2 separate regions of the Ovis aries genome follow, and region 2 is linked to region 1. A link is a contact called in public Hi-C data. All regions are on one chromosome and are shown on one strand. The core of a region is the stretch at or near the end of the contact, and the rest is flanking DNA. Distances in the headings are between cores, read along the strand shown. Region 1 has its middle 100 kb from the start of TRNAW-CCA. Region 2 holds the start of MEIS1 (Meis homeobox 1).

Region 1 (6,508 bases), core at 2,172-4,671:
GAAGTTTGTTTAACTGCCATATTTGCCAGAATCCTCAAAACATCACAGGACACAGAAGATAAATGACTTTTTTTTAAGGTCAGGACTGTATATTCCAGATAAATGTTGATTCATTTTAACTATTTTTTATCTAGTTGCTTGTTGCAGATCTGTGTCTGAGTCACCAGCCCATGCGAGGAATATTTCTCACTGAAAAAATGAAAGAAACACAGTGATTAGATGATCTTACTTTCAGTCTTTTTAGAGATCATTCAGATTTTATGTCTAAAACACAATCAGATCCAGAACAAAAAAGGGGAAATTAAACAAAATGTTCGATGTGTACCTTTGCAGATTGTTCAGGGAGTAGAGAACATTCACATGGATGACATTTCAGTTTTCTTATCATGTAAGTATATTTTTGATTATGTTTTCTCTAATCATATTTAGTAAAATATCAAATTCATGGAATGTACACTTCATTTTTAAAAAATTCACAAGTTGAGTCCAACTTTTCATTCACTGACAACTAACTTGAAAATCTAAAGTTTGATATTTTGGGGTTTGTATTTCCAAATATCAAAAATTTCTTCCTTCTTATAAGGCATGTTCTTAAGTGGTCTATTTCAAACAAAAGAAAATGACATTCCACTTTCAGCTAGCAAATGTTAGATTCTCTCAAAGCTGATTGGGGACTCACTTGGAAGTTTTGCCATTAGAGTCACACAAATTGAATTATATTCGTCTTTCCCAAATATCGTTCTTCAAACTCTATAAATATAGCAATACTGGGTTTCAAGTTTCATGTGACTTGTTTACAAATAAAGGTATCCTGAGGGGGGGAAAAAAACAACAAGCTCTTTGTACTTCAGAAGGACAAAAACCTGGAACAATCTCATATTAAAACATTAACAAAGGATTGTAAAGGGAAATTTAAAGGGATAAAACTTGATTATATAATGCAATCCAGCAGTAATCAATTTTACCTTCAATATCTTGCTTTTGTTTTCCAAATGCTAAATAAACAATACATAATGCATCCCTCATCAGCCAAACCATGGAGGCTCTGTGCTCAAATAACAGGAAACATATTCAATTTTCCTAACAGAAGACAGTTCATTAAGCTGTGCCACATCAAATAAAACTTTAATTTCTCCAGCATCAGAGTCGCAATGAAAGCAATTGAAGAAGATGAGCCATATGGTACTTCTATCAGCAAACACATATTGCTCATTCCCCCAAAGTTTTCTAATTCTGCTCCCCAGACCTGTGTAATATAGATAATGTGCTCTGAGAGCAGCAACCATGAGCTATCTAGTGTACACTTCTAATACTGTATTTAATGGGAAATAATGAATCATAAAAGCCTAGAGAAGACGGCTTTTGCTAACCTAAATCTCAGCTGTAATTTCATTGTTCTGTGCCTAAGATGCTGTTTGCCCTTTCCAAACAACAGCAGTTGAGCATAATTATGCTGCCTCAAACCTGGGCTGGCAAAAGCATCTCTAATAGAACCAAGTTTCTATTAACTCCTGAATTTCTGAATTTAATGATGTGCTGATGCAGGCATGGAGATAACCGAGCATGTGTCATTTCCAAACCCAAAGAAACATTTTCTCCTTCTGCTCTTTGGTCAGACTGCTCAATGCTTTATATTTCCTCCTCCACTCCCTCCTCCCCCCACCCCCAACCCATGCAACAGGAGTGGCATGATTAAAAATGAGGAGATTTTCTTGTTATTAGCAAATTTGACATTTGCCTGATGAAATGCACATAAAATGTGAAAGCTCCACAGTACTCAGAAGAAATGTCTCTGCTCCAATCCAGGCAACCAAGATGAAATAATTTAGGTAAAGGACTGTACATCTTTACTCAGAATGTGAAGATTGGATTATAAATGAAAACCAAATATTGCAGAGCTTTTAGAGTGATGGTATTTTGATACATGTAAAGTGTCTAGTCTTACATCTCTCACCTTAACTGCTTTGATTATTAACCTAAACATCATACATATGTTCATGTGCAGCAATTTCTCTGTCCTGGGTCCAGCCTGTCTTCCGGCAAGAGACTGGGATTGGGGCTTAATTCCTTTGAAGAAAAAAAAGAAAAAGTTTCTATTCCCCACCCCGCCCCCCACCGCTCCCCCCATAAATAGGTTAATGAATTTAGCTTTTCCATTTTTAAAGCTCATCAAATCAATATTTTCCCAACACAATGCTAGTTGAAAATACCATCAAATAACACTGTGGCTATATATTGAAAACATATTTTAATGGTTTTGTTTGTTTTGGTATCATATGAGCCAAGGATGGTTGAATTAAAAGGAGACTTTTAAAAGTTAGAGATTGCCTTTTTAAAGCTTATTAAAATCAGCATGTTACATGCCTATCTCTGAATTAGCTCTACACACTTGATTGCCATCATTAACACTAGTTGTTTGGTGTTGCTCTGTGGTGGCTCAAAGCAGATTCCTACTAGTTATTAACTTGAAATCTCTTTTCATTGAAATTAAAAAAAAAAAAAATTCTGGTCTGTGGAAGAAACAGTCACCAAAAGAGAGAGGCCTATGAAACTATGAAAAGACCAACAGGTAAAAGAAGGACAGTCACGTCTAAAACACACTCAGGAAAAAAAAAATCATGGCAACAACACAGAAGCAGTCCATTGATTATATTTCATGAATGCCTTAAAACAAATGTTTAAACAGTTTTCTGAAACAGCGCAGAAAACCCCTGCATGCTCCACTGGCTTGCAATGACAATGGCCTATTGCAATGTAAAACACGCTGGAGAATAAAAAGGTGCTTTTTGTTACCATTTTATCAAAGCTGTTCATCTTCGAGCTGCAGGCAGCATTTTGCTGGAATTGCAGATATTTCTCTGTCCAGGCTCCTTTGTTTGTGCATCTCATTTGCATATATTTATCTCCAGCTGAGGGTGCTTTCTGCTCATTAAGGCCTCCCTTCCCATTATTTCATAAGCCAGCTGCTGAGAGAGATTTCACCTGTGGTGACTGAGAAAAGAGGGGTGAAAAACTAAATTCTTCATAAAAAGGAAATCTTCTGAGTCTCTTCCCCTATAAATGGGCACCATTTGTGTTAAACAGGCTCTTGTCATGATAGATGCCTCTGGAGGTCAGGGGTTAAAGTTGATTTGAAGGTCAGCAGTAAAACAACAGACAAACCAGACGCCAAACTGGTTCCTTAGCTGTCGGTGGGAGCTGTGGTACAAACAGGTCTTGAACCTTTTTCAACCTCTAATAAAACAGGGGATGAATCTGAAGTGGATCAACCAGGCCCCTGAGGCAGCAGCACAGAAAACACAAATAATATCAATATCAGGCGGCCAGGAAACAATGGGGCATTTCTCCGTGCTCTGTGCATGCTGCTATTGTTTCAAGGGCTGGCGAATTAATTCCACTTATTTATTTAAGGCGTGTCAACTCACTGCCTAAACCTGTTTCAGTGTCAAGATGAATAAAACTTTTATGGCTCATAAAATAGAGCCATTCATCTCAATGCTCTTTGTGGTGCATTTTTTTTTTTTTTCCTGGCATACTGTTAGGCCTCTGCTCCTAAATGGTTACATCTGAACTGTTGCTGCGATCCACACCATATTAGAGAAAAAAATGATTTCGCCGGCAAATGGATCTCAACAGAAATGACACAGAAAAGCATTTTAGCTGCGATGGAATAGTCCCCAAATTCCTCCCAAATCCTCATCATGCGCTTGCATCTGTTTTGAGCATGCATTATTGACAAAGCAGAAGTTGTGTTATTTTAGGGGAAAGTTAAAAAATGATAGTAATAAAAAGTAAGTTTTCTAGAATATCACGTATTTCATTTGACTTTAGAAATGCAACCTGTTTAGGATAGCTGCTTCCCATTCATTACCTTTGGCCCAAGTTTTCACTGCTGTGTACTCAGTTCGCACTGACAGAATAATTCAAATGCCTTCTTTAGCTCTACTGCTTTGAATTTTAATTTTGAACAGAAAATGCCAAACATAAATAGAAAATATACATTTCAGTGTAGTTTTGGATCATACAATTTTTCGAAGTTCGGTTGTAGAGTCAATTCTCCTTTTTATTTCCAACTCATGACTTTAATAATAATGTAACCCTCATAAACAAACGAACATTTATGAAGTGCCACAACCAGTACTAAGCACACACGTGTTCTCATGCAATTGTTAGTGCTAGTTTAATCCAAGTCACACAGACCCATTTAGAATAGGAAGAATACTCTTCAGGATCCAGAGTGTACCTTAGAAAATAGTCCAGTCAAGCAATATCATTCTAGCAGATGCTTTAACAGGGGACATCATATGAACCAGATTGCTTGATATTAAAATGAGCAAAAGGAAACCATTTCGTGGTATTTCACAAAGTCTCCAATCACGGGTTAAATCACGTACACCGCAGCTCTCTGCTCTGTTGCAATGTAAATTGATTTGCGGATGAGCCACTTACTGTGTTGTCCCAGTTGCTTTGCTTTGGAGGTCTCCAGTGAATACGGAGGCCTTTCCTTATGGATGCCAGATTACTTCTAATTTAGTCAGTCAGTAGGCCAGGTTCTCTGCATGCACTCAAGTTTTTCCAGCAAGTAGATTATTTGAGAACGGCCCAGACAGAAGTTGTACTTTCACATTTGGTTCATGGGTAAAGATGCCAGCCTGGGGGTGTGGGGTTCAGGTTTTGGGTGCCAAGCACTGCTTAAGGTATGATATGAGGGGGAGGCAGAAGGGAAGACCATTGCATGCTCTTTCCCGTTTGAACTGGGGCGTGGACCAGAGCTCTGCATGGGGGTGGTCCCTTTACCAAGCACTCCTGTTTGAAAATGGAATTGCTTTCAAGTGGCCACCAGACCCTGAGAAGAATATTTCAGCTCACAACTGATTAGGTTTGGTAATCTACGGCAATGTGTTCTCATTTAAGCACGGAAAAGGAGATTTTTCTTCGATGACCCTTTACAGTTTAAAGAATGCAAGCAGTCCTGCTTCACGCCAGAAATGCAAGTTGTGGTTGGAGAAATTTTCCAACTTATTGAAGGCAGTTTATATCCTCCTCTTTGTACACCCTCTGCCTTCCCAAAGCATTTTATAGCTCCCTCTGCATCTGAGTTATCAATTTTCTCTCAGACCTTCCACATGACATTTAACCCCACTCCCATCCCCCAACCTAGGCCCTCCCAGTAACCAGCAAAAATACAGTTTACTCCCCCCACCAAGTCTGCACTCCGGTCTCTCGTTCTACTCTTGCTCTAATCTAATCACTAATTCTTAAGCTTGGCCAAATAGTTAAAAATGTTAAGTGCTAGCAAGGCCTTCTACCTCCCCCTCATATCTGTCTCTGTTTATGGAATGGGCCTGGTTTCCTCCTCTTCTCCTTCAGCCCAGGGTCTGCAGGTCAGAACACTGTAAATACACACAGCTCTGGCCCGACCCATAAATCTGAGCAAAGCGCAGGCTTATATATTCAGATAAGCATGGGTAGGGGGCGGGCGCTTGGAAGGAACAAGAACTAGTCAATCTGATGCTCTGCAGCCATGCTCGAGACGAGAACTGAACAGGCCAAGAATCTTTAGTGTGGAGAGGAAAAGATTTTTGTCTCGAAACATCTTTCCTTATTTCTAAAGGATGAGGTTGGCACTGCTTCCTCCTTTTAATTTTTTTTTTCACTTTTTCCATATTGGTTATACTCATATCCTTACTGAACATATTATCTTTGAGGCAATCAAATTAAACAATAAATTTCATTTGTTTATTTCCGATGTCTTTCTTCCTTAAGTGTATTGGTTTGTGTTTTGAACTCTGTGTATGTATGCTGTGTGTGTGTGTGTGTGTGTGTGTGTGTGTGTGGTAAATGAAACCTTTTCCTAGAAATTCTATTCTACTGTAATTTTTCAGATCTAAAGGTCTCTTCCTAAATAACCATGCTGTTAGTCACCACATTGAATCCTCAAGCAAAATATGTCTGAAGGAGTTGGGAATGACGAAGTGATAAATAAATGCGTACATGGCCTTCAATCTTTACCGTTTCTACTTTATTACCAAGTTCAAGTCTTTTCTGTTGAATTTTCAAATCTCAAAGTTTTCTATGATTCCAGAAAGACTATCCTTCTTGGGACATGTGTCCCCTGTGGACAAATATATGGTCATAATGGAAAGTCTTGAACGTGGTGACTATGGCTGAAAACATCCCCATCCCTTCTACTATTCATCTGACCTGATTCTGCTTCGGAGGTGATGAGCCACACCACGCACTTGCCTCAGTCACTTAAGAATCTAGGAAATGTATGATGACCTAGAGGGGTAGGATAGGGGAGAACAGGAAGGGACCAAGAGGGAGAGGATACATGTATAAGTATGACTGATTCGCATTGTTGTAAGGCAGAAACCAACATTGTAAAGCTGTTGTCCTAAAAGTTAAAAATTAAATTAAAAAAAGAAGAATCTGGGAAATGTGACACTTGTTGTTTTCAGTCAATATTTTAAATTTTATCATGTACATATATAGAGTTAAAAATTTT
Region 2 (6,508 bases), core at 2,129-4,628, 250 kb before region 1:
GAGGGAAGAAAGAAGACACTTTTCGAAGCTAATGAGTTTAGCTTAAGCCCACCAACCCAAAGTATGTCTCTTTTAAGGAAAATCTGTTTGTAGGTAATTTAAAGTTGAAGATCATGCTTGAAGAGCATGACAGTCCTAGGTTTGGGGTTGTGCTGGAAAAGGAGAGACTTACCTGAATCTTCTTTTTCCATCCCAGCTAGAAAACAAAAGAGGAAACTTACCAGAAAGCATCAGTACAAAATACATTCTATTGTCAAAGAACTATGTATATCAAAACTGGCCTCTTCACACTTGAAAACGTGGCGGCAGACTTGAGGTAACTCCAAGCCTTAGTCTTTGCCCGAGAACCCCTAGGACTGTTAAAGACTACGGTCACCAAAATGCATTTCGCAGTAAATTTCTCTCGGTTAGATTATACTTACACAATTCCCTTCGCAGTTCATTTTAGAATCATAAATGTAGCTGTGCCCATGTCAGTGTTTGGCTTGACGCCCCCACCCCCTACTTCGTTCCCCACTGCCGCCACTCGCGCTTATGCCCAGCGGGCCTGCTGGAGAAATCGAGCTTACAGCCCACCTAGCAGCCGTCGGAAGGCGCCCAGGTGTTGGCCGAGACCGGCTGAGGTTCCAGGAAGACGGCCGGCCCAGTTCGGTCCTCTCTGCAATCGGAAAAGGATTGCCTTTCCTGGCCCAGTCCGCGCAGCCTCCCGAGAATTAAACAGAGAAATAGTCTTCCTCGAGACCGGGAGTTTCTATTTTGGCCTGAAATTCTGTTTCCAAGTTCACATTGGGGAAGGGCTGGGGAGTAGGGGAGTGAAGAGGTGCGGGGTGGAGTGGTGGTGTCAGGCAGTGGCATAAAGGCGCTGGTAATTCACCTGGACCCTCTCCGCACTGACACGCGGCCCTGCCTTCACCTCACGCGTGACGTATCGAGGAGTTTGCACCAGAAAACTCTACATTTGTTTCGGATGGAGGAAAGTAAAAGATCTTAAAACTTGGGGAGTGAGGTGGTAAGGAAGAAGAAGAAAGAGATGCAAATGATGAGGGATCCTAGGATGAGTAGTTAAAAGAGAACGCTTTCAAGGCAAAACGCATCCGCCTTGGGAGAACTTGTCTGTCCTTCGGACACACTTGGGGCGAGTTCGGAGTTGGGGAGGGGATGATGTGCGCGAGGCTGGGAAAGCTGAGATGCTCGACTTTATGAAAACTCTACTCTTGGAGGGAACCGGGCGTTGACTCAGGAGAAGTAGTAAAAGAGGCAATACTCGTCGCTTAGGGAAGGGAGGTACGTGCGCTCAGTGCAACCTGATTCCAGATCTATGTTCTGATGTTCGCCCTGGGTCCCCTGCTCCTCCAAAGCCCACTTAAACAGAAACTTGAGTTTTGTCTCTTGGACTGATGAGAATTCTCTTTTAGTTTGCGCGTTTAGAGTTGTCTTCTTACATGTTAGAACTCCTGATCTTTTCCAGTCTCTGAGGATGCGAGCCCTAATCTTTCTCAAAACTCTTCTCCCTACTTACACCTCCCCCGCTTCGGGGTGAGGGTTGGTCCGCAGCTGGCCGTGTGGGAAGAAGGTAGGGGCGAAGCAAGCAAGGGGCCGGCTGCTTTGGGAGAGTCAGCCTTTTGGCCACCATCAGGGCGGGAATCGGGACTGGCAGTTTGCATTCCCGGCAGATCGAAGCTCCCTGCTGATCGATTATTTGATAATTGATTTTCCCCGCAGCCAATGCGCGGCAGCCTTGGCAAGGGCGCCTTCTGATTGGTCGAGCCCTCCTCCCGGCTGCCTACCGAGATTTGGGTGAGCTCATTTTCCAGTCGACCGCAGGGGGAGTTTTCTGCGAGGTTTCTGTCGAGGGAGGAAAAAAAAAAATCCTGCTCCGAGCCGAGCGAGCTGCGAGCCCTGCTCCGGGATGTGAGGTTTCCAGCCCGCTGGTCGAGCGGCTACGACTGAGCCATCTCGGCATATCAGAGCCGGGCGGGCAGAAAAATGAAAATGGCACCACTAAATACAATAATAAAAGACAGGTTTAGAGTGGGAGAATAAAGAAAAGGAATTTTCTTGTTTAAACTGGAGAATAGGTATTTAAAAGGAGAAAGTTCACACTAGTGGCTGGTTGGGGCCTCCGAGTTGTGGGTAGGGGCAGCTTTTTGTCTGAAATTTCAACCCCTGAAGTGAATTTCTTTTTCTTTGGCACTGGGAGTTTTTTCCCTGCGCCGGACTGGGGACTGAAAAGCGGAGTAAGGGTAAGAAGGTCCGGGAAGAAGAGCGCGGGGCGTCGCCGCGGAAAGAGCACGGCGGAGGCCGGAGCCCCTCGGCGCCTCGAAGACAAAGGCGGCGCGGCTGTAGCCCTAGCCGAGCGCGCCGACCCCGCCGCGCCGCGCCGCGCCCTGGGCGCACGGCCGTCTCTTCGGGAGCCGGTCGGAGAAAGAGCTTCACTCCCCGCGGCTCCTGACCCGGGCTCCATCCGCGAGGTCTGGGCTGCTCCGAGCCCGAGTCGGGTTTCGCTTTCCAGCGATCATAAATAGCTTCGTGTTTGTAAACAGGCGCTGGGGGCACATTCCCGGCTCTCGGCTCATTGTTCCCTCCCTTCCTCTCTCACTTCGCGCAGGACGCCGGGGCTGGGGCTGGGGCCTCCGGGACTAGGAGATGGGGAGGTTCAGACCCCCAGAATGAGAAAAGACAAGCATTTGCTTTCTCGGGGCGAGTGTCCACCTCTGACAGCAAAAACAAAACAAAACAAAACAAAAAACTCTTAAGCTAGATCTGCAGAAAGCCCCAGCCATCCCCACCCCACGTTCTCAGAACTCCTAAGCAGACCCTTTCGCAGCCTTGCTCCTGCTCTCCTCTTCCTCTTCGCTCTCGGTTTGACTTTTATACGTGGAGTATTGGTTCTAAGAATCCACTACTTTCTGCATCAGCCCCCCCCCCCTCCGACCCGAAAAACACAGTCAGACCCCAATAATTTCGAGGAAAGTCAGGAAGTCTATCCGCCGAACCCTGTGCAAAAAACACTCCCGCTGCGGTTTGTCCCGCGTTTATTCCCGGTTTATTTCAAGAGAGCTTTGGGGAGAGAGTCTGGAGGGGGAGGGAGAGAAAAGAATACGGAAAATAAAACCGGCGGCGGGGGGCTTCTGCCTGCGCTTGTGCGCGTGTGCCCTGGGTGTGTGGGTGTTTGTGCCTGGGCGTGCGATTTAATGGAGCGCCTTTCTGCCTCTCCAGTGCGGCCAGAGCTCGCTTCGCGCACCCACCCCTGCCGAGGAGTCTACTTGCTGCAGCCCAATGCATTGTGTAAGACGCGACCTGTTATGGCCACCACTACTTCCGGGTTCTAGCATTCTGGTCGGAATCCACCTCTCCGCCTGTGCAACACACACTTTACACACGCACGGGGACTGCAAGCGGGCAGCATCGATCGTGGCTCCTTTAAGACAAACTCAGACAGACATTTTTTTTAAACCTCCTCCTCTAATCTCCCTCCAGTGCAGCAGTTGCAAAGACGGAGAGAGAGAGAGAGAGAAAGAGAGAGCGAGCGAGAGAAGAGAGAAACTGATTAGGAATTAGGACTGATTCAAGGGAAGCGAACGCTAGGGCTTTGTGCATTTGAATATTCACATTTGAGGTGTTCTGACCAGAAGAAGACAGAGCGGATGATCATTCATTCACCACGTTGACAACCTCGCCTGTGATTGACAGCCGGAGTGGCAGAAAGCCATGAGATTTGGTAGTTGGGTCTGAGGGGCGCGCTTTTTTTTTTTTTTAACTGATTTTTTGGGGAGAGAAGATCTGCTTTTTTTTTTTTTTTTTCCTTGCCCCTGCTGCTGTCTTGGAAACGGAGCGCTTTTATGCTCAGTGACTCGGGCGCTTTGCTTCAGGTCCCGTAGACCGAAGATCTGGGACCAGTAGCTCACGTTGCTGGAGACGTTAAGGGATTTTTCGTCGTGCTTTTTTTTTTTTTTTTTTCCGGGGGAGTTTACGTATTTGTTTCTTTTCACACTGGCCTTAAAGAGGATATATTAGAAGTTGAAGTAGGAAGGGAGCCAGGGAGGCCGATGGCGCAAAGGGTACGTATTAAAAAACAATTGTGGAACTCAAATGTGAGATTAAATTGAAACGTGGCTGAAAGACACTGCTAAAAAGTTTCCTTTTTTCTCTGTCTTTTTTTGAATGAGGCTCCTAAAGCCGTGGCCTAAAGCAAGAGGATTTAGTCAATGCATTTGTAGACTTATGCATGTTACATGTAATTGTTAATTCAAGTAATCAAGTTTCCTATAGGTTCCTAACCAGCAGCTATATAAATAAAAATACAAGCTCGGACAATCATCTGTTTAAAAATCAAAAAGCGCTGGATACTTGATGTTATATAGCCTGAACATTCAAGGAGCAGAAGTTTAAAGCTATTTTTAAACTAAAATAAGCAGTGAGAAACTTCTGATATGTTATTGATTATGCTCTTTAATATCACTGGAAGGGTTTAGCATTTTTAAGCAAATAACTGTCATAGTACAACAGTTTTGGGGGGGGTCGGAAAGCATTCATCTTTTTAAAGTAATTTTAATGTACGTGACTTTTTATACAAGGTAATATTTTGTAAGTTTTTCTTAGCAAAGCCCTACACTAATTGGATACTAAGCACACAACTATTCACTTTAAAAATGCAATACTAATTTCCCCAATATTCCTATTTGAATGGAAATGTAGTGAGAGTAAAGTGAGACAATGACAACCCAACAGAGGTAGTTTCTTTAAAGAAAGGGGATCTACAAAAAGCCTTCCTTGCATAAATTGTGCCCTGGCCCTCAAAGCGCTGTTTGCAAAAGAAAGTTACTAGGCTGACACATTTTTTCTTTACTCCTTTGGTTCAGGCAAATGTCAGCGTTCTTCCAAACTCTTTTCACACCTCTGGCTTTAAGGAGATGAAAGTGGCAATTCCTCTTTGAAAATCATTTCACTCTCGGTGCCTCCAAATCTTGGGAAAAGAACTTGCCTGAAATGAAGCAATGAGAAAAACCTCAATAGCTAAATTTTGCACACAAAAATAATGACAATATGAAAGTAGTTTTTCTGGAGAAGGAAGATGGGGGGGTGGTAGAATGAATGTGCATTTACTTTTAAATTTGCTTTAAACCTGATGACTAACATCTACCTCACTGCCTTCTAGTTTAGGGAGAAAGTTCATAGCAGTAGAAAAAATGTAGTGTAACTGCTCCAACTATACATTTTCTTTTAACTCGGGGGTAATATTGGCTAATTCTAAATTCAGCCCTAATGTCCAAGAGAAGTTACCCTTCTCTGAGTTTCATTTATAAAGGGGGCAGTTAGTTTTGTATGATTTTGCAGAGTTTGTCTTGGAGAGCAAAGGAAATGCAGTGTCTTGCAGGACTGCCTAACCCCACGCTGGCAGGGAAATAAAATGAGAAGCCTGTCTGAATTCACGTGCTTGGCTTAGCTGTTCTCATCGTAACTTTTTTTTTTTTTAATTCTCCCTGATGGGAAGGGGCTGTGAAACTAGGCAGGTTTGTTGCACTGTCCTGGCACGTTTTATTATTGTGATTTTGAATTTCCTCCTCTAGAGACATGCACAATTTACCTTCCGCCCTCCGGGAGAATGCCTCCCTTTCTTCCTTCTTTCTTCCTTCCTTCCTTGCCAAAGGATCCTGAATTTCTGACTAGTTGATAGGGACACAAGTTAGGGCAAGACCATTCCATCTAGCCGAGTCTCACTGAGAATCCTAGAATTTTTACCTTAAAAAAAATTTTTTTTTTAATGAGAAATCTCCATTACAGAGAGGCCAGGCCCCCGAATTCGGGGTTAAGGATCCAGCTGGACTGACGTTGTATAAGCTCCGTGCCCTGCTGTCTGCCCTATGTGCCTGCCTGGCCTTCTGAATCTTGTTTCTCTCCCGTTTGTCATGCAGTACGACGATCTTCCCCATTACGGGGGCATGGATGGAGTAGGCATTCCCTCCACGATGTATGGGGACCCGCATGCGGCCAGGTCCATGCAGCCCGTCCACCACCTGAACCACGGGCCTCCTCTGCACTCGCATCAGTATCCGCACACAGCCCACACCAACGCCATGGCTCCCAGCATGGGTTCCTCGGTCAATGACGCTTTAAAGAGAGATAAAGATGCCATTTATGGGTAGGTACGACGGGCAGCAGGTTCAGCAGTTTCGAGGCGAGGCTTTCTTTCCCCATTTCCCTTTGCCCTCGATAGGAGGAAAGTCAGAGCTCTCTGGATTTGGAGGTACATTATTCGGTGACTTTTCATTCTCTTTGCATGGAGATTGGGGGAGGCGGCCAGCCCAGACGCCCCCCGCCCCCGTCTCCGCTCAGGCTCCGGGCGGGTCCAGTGTCCAGCTCCTCCGAGGCCATGCCCGCGGAGGGGTCGCCGTGCGGAAGTTGCCAAAGGTCCCTCGGCCTCCCACCACCCCCCGCAGACTCCGGCTCCGTAGTTCAGCGGGTTGGAGTCCTCACTTGCTCGACTTCTCGGGGAGAGTGTTGGGGA

The links. Hi-C and Micro-C count contacts between places; a contact is called where the count stands out from the background.
Region 2: a contact with region 1 is called in a Hi-C map of hypothalamus, with 5 times the contacts expected there. The contact joins the promoter of MEIS1 here to the enhancer-like site in region 1. A contact is called at or near these places in 4 of 16 Hi-C or Micro-C datasets (hypothalamus, mesenteric adipose tissue, omental adipose tissue and 1 more).

Annotation. Positions count from the first base shown.
Region 1 is chr3:41,685,769-41,692,276 of ARS-UI_Ramb_v3.0, reverse strand. No RefSeq gene overlaps it. Among named protein-coding and RNA genes, the nearest start is that of TRNAW-CCA, 100 kb to the right of the region's middle. Within about 2 kb of position 3,421, at least 12 of the 54 cell types and tissues checked have an H3K27ac peak or open chromatin away from gene starts, as enhancers often do. A contact at or near this core is called in hypothalamus, where this site is marked.
Region 2 is chr3:41,932,912-41,939,419 of ARS-UI_Ramb_v3.0, reverse strand. It overlaps MEIS1 (Meis homeobox 1), which reads left to right and starts at 3,378. Exons shown (of 11, transcript XM_060413859.1): 1 at 3,378-4,061; 2 at 5,916-6,142. The coding sequence starts at 4,050.